2 separate regions of the Zea mays genome follow, and region 1 is linked to region 2. Evidence: chromatin contacts called from public Hi-C data. All regions are on one chromosome and are shown on one strand. The core of a region is the stretch at or near the end of the contact, and the rest is flanking DNA. Distances in the headings are between cores, read along the strand shown. Region 1 has its middle 56 kb from the start of LOC103653602. Region 2 holds the start of LOC100280215 (putative bZIP transcription factor superfamily protein).

The links. A called contact is a pair of places that touch in the nucleus more often than the background predicts.
Region 1: a Hi-C map of ear shows a contact between it and region 2, with 2.1 times the contacts expected there. The contact joins the enhancer-like site here to the promoter of LOC100280215 in region 2. A contact is called at or near these places in 2 of 25 Hi-C or Micro-C datasets (ear and tassel).

The regions. Positions count from the first base shown.
Region 1 is chr4:116,029,390-116,033,766 of Zm-B73-REFERENCE-NAM-5.0, forward strand. No RefSeq gene overlaps it. Among protein-coding and RNA genes, the nearest start is that of LOC103653602, 56 kb to the left of the region's middle. Within about 2 kb of position 2,517, at least 20 of the 20 cell types and tissues checked have an H3K27ac peak or open chromatin away from gene starts, as enhancers often do. A contact at or near this core is called in ear and tassel, where this site is marked.
Region 2 is chr4:115,236,649-115,241,157 of Zm-B73-REFERENCE-NAM-5.0, forward strand. LOC100280215 (putative bZIP transcription factor superfamily protein) reads right to left here and starts at 1,929. Exons shown (of 5, transcript NM_001153146.2): 1 at 1,741-1,929; 2 at 960-1,661. The coding sequence starts at 1,519.

The DNA of each region.
Region 1 (4,377 bases), core at 1,267-3,766, 790 kb after region 2:
TGAGTCATCATATGTGTGAGACTTGATCCTAGCACACATTTGATTCGCGCCCGGGTTTGGCCCTTAAATCCGGGTGTGACAGAAGTGGTATTAGAGGAATGTTGACTGTAGGATGTAACTAAGATAGAACTGAACAAAACCCTTACCTACTTACCTTTGCTACTCTGATTGTTCCTAGATCTTTTCTCATCTATTGTTGCTTCACTCAGATTACTCTTACCTTTTCTCTTCTAAAGACAAAAGGGGATTTCACACATTGGAATCCTATACCCAAACTGTCCCTAAGTAATAGGAAACCTTATCCTAGGAATAAAAGAAAAGGAAAACTATTTTTTGTAGGTATCTATGCACTTGAATGTTTGTTCTTATGATACCTATTTGGTTTGATTCTTTGATTGAATGTGATGGGTTGTGGAATAATATCCACAATTGCTTCTAAATACATACATGCATAAAAAATAATAGATGTTAACTACTTCACTAATATTTCTTTCCCTTAAAAAGAATAATAGATCAATCTTATCTTAATAGGTTCATCTCATCTTAAAAGATTCTATCTTATCTTATAGATCCAACTTACTTTAGAAGATTCTATTCTAACTTAATAGATTCTATCCTATCCTAATGAATTTACTTATCCCAACCTAGACAGAATCTATAATCTAATAAAATCTAGTCATATTCAATCTAATCCAGTTCTCATCTAAATCCAATGGGATCCAATCAAATCTAAAGTCACCTAATAGATTAACCTAATCTAAATTAGATTCAATCCTATCTAATCTAACATGTGTATCTTATCCCACCTGATCCCATTAGATTAATTGGACTCTACTCCTAGAAACCATGTTCTCACCTAAATCTAAATTGGTGCATTAGATCAACTCGGCCATGAAAAAACAACCTAACCAACGTATTCATGATGACCATCCATTCCACACCTAACATCAAACTAGATTTCAACCTACCTCATATAGCTTGCCCTACCCACAATTGTCTTAACCAAGACACCGAGACGAATAAGATCGACCTCAAGAAAAGGATAAGAGTCACCGTCAAAGAAGGTAACCGTCAAGTATAGAAGTCAAACTGGATCTCTGGATGAATCAAGATCCACCGTCCAGGATAGAAGTTTTCTTGCCTAACCTTCTCTTATCCTAATCTTCTCTAAATCTTACCTATTAGCTAAAACATAATATGCACATGTTTTCTAGCCACACCTGCTAATGAAGAGAAACTTTTGGGAGCATTAAAACTAATTGAAAACTAAACGTTAAAAAAACTGTCTACATCCCTTTCATTACTAATCTCGAGGACGAGGTTATTTCTAAGGGGATAGAATTTGTAACACCCAAAATCACATTTTGGTGATTCATAGACTTCTCCAGAAGGCTTCAGAAAAATGATTTCCTAAAGTATATTCCCCTTTATAGCTATATAATTAAAGCAATCTTTAAAAATAGCTGAATTAAAATAATTCACGTTAAAAGGAAATAAGTAATGAATACTAAATTTTAATTTTTTTTAAAAAAAATCTTATTAAAATAAGACATGTGTATGTGAATTATGTTTAGAAGCATGTGGATAATTATATATTAAAATAAAATATTTTTACCATGCTGGAGTTTTATGTTGTGCATACTAACTTGAATAGAAAACTTTAAACTCAGATTGGAAATTTGAAATAGGAGTTTGAAATAAGAAACTAAAAGAAAAAAAGAAAACAATCATACCCGCGCTATGGGCCGAAATGGCCTCGGTCGGCCCACCACCCTCCCGCTCTGCTGGCAATTGCACCCACACCAGCCCATCTCACCAGTTTCCTCTTTTGTATTACCCTATCGCTGACACCGCGGGCCCTACCCTCAGCCTTACCCGTGCTCGCTCACGCGTCAGCATTCACAGATCGACGTGTGGGCCATCTTCGTCAGAACCATCTTCCCCTTCAATCTCGGGCTAGCGTAACAAAAATCGGCCGCCGCGAAGTGCCCCCTGGATCAACGGCGACCCGGTGATGCTTGTTTCCCGCCTACAGGTATAAAGCGCAACTGAGCCGCACCCCCTAGAACCCAAGCCATAGTCGTGCCTAGCCAGTCACCATGGGAGAAGAAGGAGCTTGCGCAGAGAGAGAGAGAGGATGGTCCGCCACCGTTGAATCTACCACACGCTGTCACAGTGCTCCAACAAAGGGAGCAGGGAGGAGCGTTAGACCAGGCCGCACGTCCTCCGTGCTTAATCGAGCAACGAGGGTGACTGGAGTGCGGGGAATTGCTCACTAGAGCTAAACATCCACCGTGGGTCCGCTGCGAGCCAAGGGTAGAGCCCTCCACGCCGCGCCATCCGGTAAGTCACCTCCTATCGAGTTTTTGTATGCGTGAATTTTGTTTTGCTCATTTCTAGGGACGATTTGATCGCCAGACTGCGGGTGTCGTTTCTGCGGCCATGGCGCCGTCGCGCTAGATCGTGCGCCGCCGTCGGTGTCCAGCCAATGTGGGGAGAAACCCTGTTTGACCGTTGTTGCGTGATGAACGGGTCAGATCAGATAGGCGTAACGGTTCAACAGGATCCAATCCGAGCCATAGATCTTTAAGGCCTTGTTCGCTTATTCCTAGTATACATGGATTGGATGGGATTGGAAAAAATTTAGAAGAACTTTGACTTGCTTGGGATTTAAATCCATCCAATCCCACTCAATCCACATGGATTGAGAGCTAACCGAACAAGCCCTAAGCGGGTGGTGGGGTTTAGATCGCGTTTAATAACATCTAGGCCATCGATCGGAGATCCGATGGCCGAGAGTGTGTACCGGTTTGGATTCAAGCTGGATCTAATTCAAACCGCGGGATTGTGATAAGACGGCTGATCTTCACCGATACCCCTTCAGCCTGAACATTTTCTAAAGAGCCCCTTGGCTTTACTATAATAAACTCGCCCTCCCCCGTAGTGCTGGGAAATAACAGTTTGGTCCTCGGATTTTACAAAACATCCCATAATGTTTATTAAGTAGTTCCGAAAATTGTTTTTGCTATAAAAATAAATCTAGAACCTTAGAAAATTCATATCTCCTTCGTTTTAACTCTGAATTACTCCCTTCCAGTTCCTATAGCTTCATAATAAAATTTCCTACACAGTAACAACATTATTTGTAAAATATCACATGCTATTATAATTAGATATTCATTGAATCTAAGAATAGTAGATTAATCTTGCTAACCAAAGTAAATCTGTCCATAGTTGAAAACTAACTAAGATATAAATCTATAATCAAGTTATAAATTAGATTAAAAAGTTGAATTAGTGGTAGATTGGTAACTCCGATTTTAGTGATTCTTGAACCTAAGATCCCGTAGCAACGCGTAGAATATTCTTACGCAATTGTTTTCTCCTGTTTGGTGTACTGTTATGTTTATGTACTCCTTGCCCATTTGTATGTATTGCTACGAGTAGCAGTGAGGTCATGAGAAATCTAAAGACCAACTTGGTGAAGTACCTAGAATCTCAAGTCTAAGGCAAGTTGTGCCCTTGATCACTCTACTTTACCCAATAATGTTCATGTTAATCACTTTGACATGCTCAAGTTAATTTGATGGGACCTAATAGGTTTCCCTAGTATTGTTTATCCCATACCTTGCAAACAAATGAACTATTGGGTAGATTTGCTATTGCTCTACCTAGTTTTCGGATTAATGCTATACTGAATTATGATCATGCTCCACTATCATTGTTGGTTTATTAATGTTCATAATAAGATCATTGTGTTAATTGGAACATGGAGAACCACCCGAGAAAATAGTGCTACCACAAGGGTGGTATGGGACGCCCTTGGCTGAATAATTAGGAAAGCTAGTGGAGGACTACCTTACCCAAAAAGGGCAAGGGCAGTAGAGGAGCTGCGGTATAGGGAGGTTCTTGGGTCGATCATGCTACGATGGCTTTTCGAACGAGTGATTCCTATATCGCCCTTCTCAGAAACCGTAGCTGGTTTTCTAAAGCTAGTGGAACTTTGTAAAGGCCTCATAGTGCTACCCTGTCTCGTCTCCTCGGTAGAGATGTATGGGATTCATGACCCTGTGGCAAATAGGTAACACGACTTGTAGGTAAAGATGAGCAACCTCTGTAGAGTGTAAAATTGGTATATCAGTCGTGCTCACGGTCATGAGCGGCTCAAACACTCACATTATTAACTTATGGAAATAAACTTAATTTGTCATATGCATTGCATTGTGGGTGTTATTATTAATTGTGATCTCTTATTTATTTAGGTTGGTATTTAATTATACTTTGTAACTGATAATAAAACTTTGACCAACTTTAAAAGCAACGTCAGCTTTAACCTTCTCCTTGGTAAGCCTTACACTTCACATGAGCCTCCGCCGT
Region 2 (4,509 bases), core at 679-3,178:
AAGGTTGCTGATGAATGCAGTTCTTGGTGCAAGGCAGGTGCCTCTGACATCCAGGCCTGCTCCTAAGGTCGAATGAACAGAACCTATTTTCAATGACACATGCCTTTGTAGTTAACATTGTTTGTTTGGTGTGGATTTGGGTGGAGTTGTTCTCGCCTCACTCTTGTACTCCTTTTCCTCTTAATGAAATGACATACAACTCTCCTGTAGTTTGAGGAACATACTCCCTCCATCCTGAATTATAAGTCGTTCTAGCTTTTTTAGATACATAGTAAAAGTTATGTATCTAGACAGAAGTGTATATCCAGATGCATAACAAAATCTATGTACCCAGAAAAGCTAGAACGACTTATGATTTGGAATGGAGGGACTAGTAAATATCTTTTTGGTTATCTGGTATAATGATGTCCAGGCTCCAATTTGATTGTACAGAGTCTATGTAATGTATGCACCTTGGAAAAACAAGAATTCTGATTGACACATAACATAAACTTTGACAGTTTGACTGTTCAAAAATCTGGTGAGTAGTATTACAAAACTCAAGGAAGTTGTTGCTTTTACAATATTCAAGCATTGAGGGTTTACGAACTAACTTTTAAACACACCACACATATCCACATGATTTCGACTACTTATGCTGCCGCAATCATATGACAATAAATTCTACCTGGCATTGGTACTGGTCGTGGCATAAGTCAAAATTATCAGTGTTACACAAATTAGAAGCACGATTAGTTAATTTAATTTCTGCAAAGATGTAGAGTCTCATGTTCCTTTTCTGTCGGCAAGAGCCAAAGTTCACATCTGCCCTTTAATTCATACATTTCTAGCATTTTCACTAAGAATTCCAGTTTAGTAACGAGCAACAGTGCTATCGATTGGCAGAATCCACTACTTTCTGAACCAGAGAACATTTGAAGAAAGTACTTCAGATATTTCACTGACAAATTTAAGTTTACCTTTTAAATGACTTGTCTTGATCAGGATGGCCAAAAGCATCACAGGCATCAGCAGTTACATTGGCCACATTACCATTCACATCACTGCAGGCATCGATGGTCAGGTACTGCAAGGGGTTGCCGGGGACATTCTCAAGCACAGCATTTACCATGGAACTCTCTGAAGTTGTAAGCCTACTCTTCTGTCTTGGCGAATTCGGACCATAGAAACAGCTAGCCTCGACCACAGAACCACTTTCATCACCTTCGACTCCACCCAACAAGTCCTCAGCTTCACCACCTGAGTTTAGATCACATTCCTCGATTGGATAAATTGGGCTCTGGAATGTCGACAGCGCATCTAAGATGGCATCAGAATCGCTGCAGGCCCTTCTGAGAGGAGGGAGCTTGGGAGCTTTCCCAGAATCTTCAAGGAGATCATCCAGCCAGCACGGTGGTTCACCAATGAACGTATCCCCAGATGGAAACCTGCAGCTTTGCGTGAACATGCCGTCATCCCTTCGAGTGATCTGAGGACCCAGCGGTGGGCAGCGGGGTGGGAGGTGGGGTGACCGAGACATGGAGAGAAAATAGCCTCGTATCTTTGATGGCCTTCCACTTTTGGTTCTGCTAAGTAACTAGAGTCAATCGAGCATCCCTTGCGTTCTTCTTTTCATATATGGAAAAAACAGCAACTTTGGGTTAGATCCGAATATAAGTAGCCTGCATTAGGATTTTGGGAGGGTTAGGGGTGCTCGATTTCGCACAGCAGGAAGATTAGAAAAGGAAGTAGCTGACGTACCTGGAGGATGGTTGTATCGGTGAAAGAGCCCACGAAAACCTGGCGAAGGTTGGTGCCGGTTGCGCAGTCGGCGCCACGAAGTGAAAGGGTTCAGGGGTGTGAGTAGGGAGGGAGGAGAAAGGAAAGGAACGGGTGTGGTTCGGGTGAACCGTGAACGCAAGAGTCGCCAGACGCGGTTGATGAACGCAAACGCAACGGCCTTGAAGTTGGCGGCGGAATGAAATGGGCCTGTAGTCCTGGCTCATGGGCTGTCGGCTTCGCTGGTGGAATTTTGGGTGAAAATCCATCTGCATATAACCTCATTCTAACTATTGCATGGTCCACATTATCTTTTGGTTAAAAAATTGTATTTTTATAAACCATTTTAGAGCTAGTTTAGAAACTCCATTTTTCTAATGGATTTATATTTTCTCAAGAGAAAATAAACTAATTTTTTTGGGAAAATAAAAATCTCTTAGAAAAATGGTGCTCCCAAACTAGCCCTAAACTAATAAAACTATTAGATTTAGCATCTCCAAAAGTCTTTCTAAATTCTGCTATCTTTGGCTACCGAGAAACACAAAATAAAAGATGGCTATATTTGGATAACCATTTAAATAAGTTGTTAGATGTTATTTTTTACAAAAAATCTATTTATATCAATTAGCAAAAATATAGAGATCCTCTTAGAGTTGCTCTTAAAGTAGTTTAGGCTTTCATGACATCTAGGGCTTGAAAAACTTGAAACTCGTTAACTTTCTCAGATCGGCTCACTAGTGTCTTGGCTCGTTTGTATTTTTTAACGAGGTAAGCCAACACTCTAATTTGGTTTACTAATGACAAGCTTGGTCCAAATTGTGGGACAGGCGAGCCAAGTTATCATCCTAGACGCAAACACATGGACATGACCTAGTCGCCCACATCGTCAGCCCATTGCTCACGAGACCACAACACAAAGCAGTCCAATTAACAGTTTAACACCAAGCCCTACAACTATGACTTGTCCATTGTTGGAACTTGCTCTCCTGGGCAAGTTGATCCAACGGGGGAGTGGAAAGGATGCAAGTAAGGTTTAACTCGAGATGACGATTGCTCTGTTAATCCAGCCTCTCAAGGGCACTGTACGGGGGTATTTATAGGTGCCCGAGCGCTCAACGTCCCGATGTAAGGACGTTTATGCCCTCAGGCACCTGGATTATCCCCAGAATATTCCCATAAGGGAGGGTTACAGACTGTCATTACAGCAAAGCTATTATAAATCAGGCCCGTAACACGCTTGTCCGTGCGGGACCTGTTACAATGGGCCGAATCCCACGTGGGCCTCCAGGTCGGGTGAGGACGTGGGGGTGGAGAGACTTCGTCGTGGGCCTTCGTCTTGCAGTGAAGAGGATGAAGGGTGGGCCGCTCCGGTCATCTTGCCTCCGTTGGTGCAGCGAGTTGACGAAGGCCTAGAGCGAAGGGTAGCGTCTTTGCCTTCGCCCCAACATTTGCCCTCCGAGGGACCAGTTCGACTAAGTCATCTGGTGCCGAAGATGTCGCTAGATGGTGGAGATGCTGCCCTCGCTCGAAGTGGTTCCACGGGGGTTTTTGATGTGACCGTTGACGGACGTGGTACTGTTGGACTGTGGGCTTCCCGAAGCGTCGTGCCTTGTGTATAAAAGGGAGGCGGCGCGGCTCAGGCTCTCTTACCTTTCTGTGCGCCGCAAAACCCTAGCATTTTGAAACTGTTCGCCCGCTCGCCTGCCCTCCTTGCTCCTGTTCATCGGAGATCTGGTCCGCGTCAAGCAGACCGCGCGCCGCCACCGACGGTACGTAGCCATGCCGTCTTCTTCTTCATCCGCTGCGAATACGCCGTTGGGCGAATTGTCGTCCGAGGGTACCTTCAGTGATTTGGCGGCGGTGGAGCTGCACCTGGGCCACACGGTGGAATTCGACATCTCGAGGATCTCCTCGGTTCACGTGCAAGACATGCAGCAGTTGTGGTATTTTGGGAATGGAGTTGGACGAGTCCCGAGGGCGGAAGAGATTCCTGAGCCGGAGGGTGAGATAATTGTGTTCGAGGCATTTTTTACTGTCGGCCTTCGGTTACCTGCACATCGTTTTGTGGTGGAGGTGTTACGGAGGTATGGCATGCAGATCCATCATTTGACACCTAATGCCGTGGTGGCCCTGGCGAAGTATGTCTGGGCAGTGACTTCGTATGGCGGTCAGCCCTCCGTAGAGGTCTTCGCCAAGAATTATTGTTTGCACTGGCAGAAGAGAAAAGTTGGAAGCAAGATTGCATAGTTTGGATCATGCACCTTTACACCGAGGACTGGAAGACTTCGGTGGAAGTTGTGGAGCTAGTTCCCTGCGCCCGCAACAAGTGGGGCAACTGGTATGATTATTGGTTTTATGTGGCGGAAGGCGAAGTCGAATACCTCCCAGGACTCCCGGCGGCCGTGATGTGCTCCCACTACTATGTGGCGTTCTCGCCGTTTGAGGTGGCGGAGGATGATAGCGACGAAGGGTCCCTTCGTTGTGCTGCCCGCATGAGTAGCGGGCGCGATTTAGTTGAGGAATTCATCGGTTATGGAGTGTGGCCCTTGGCGCATGGCTGGGCGTTGGGCGAAGTATGCCCTCTCCAGATGCCCTCCCTGGGCGAGCAGCAAGTGCGAAGTCCGGCCTTCGCGTTGGATCTACGTGGCCGGGATCCAGCCGCATTCGTGCGTGAAGTGGAAGACGGGGCTATGCGGATTGTGGGGCGTTATGTGCCGAGGATGTAGACTCTATGGAGTTGGGATATCCGTG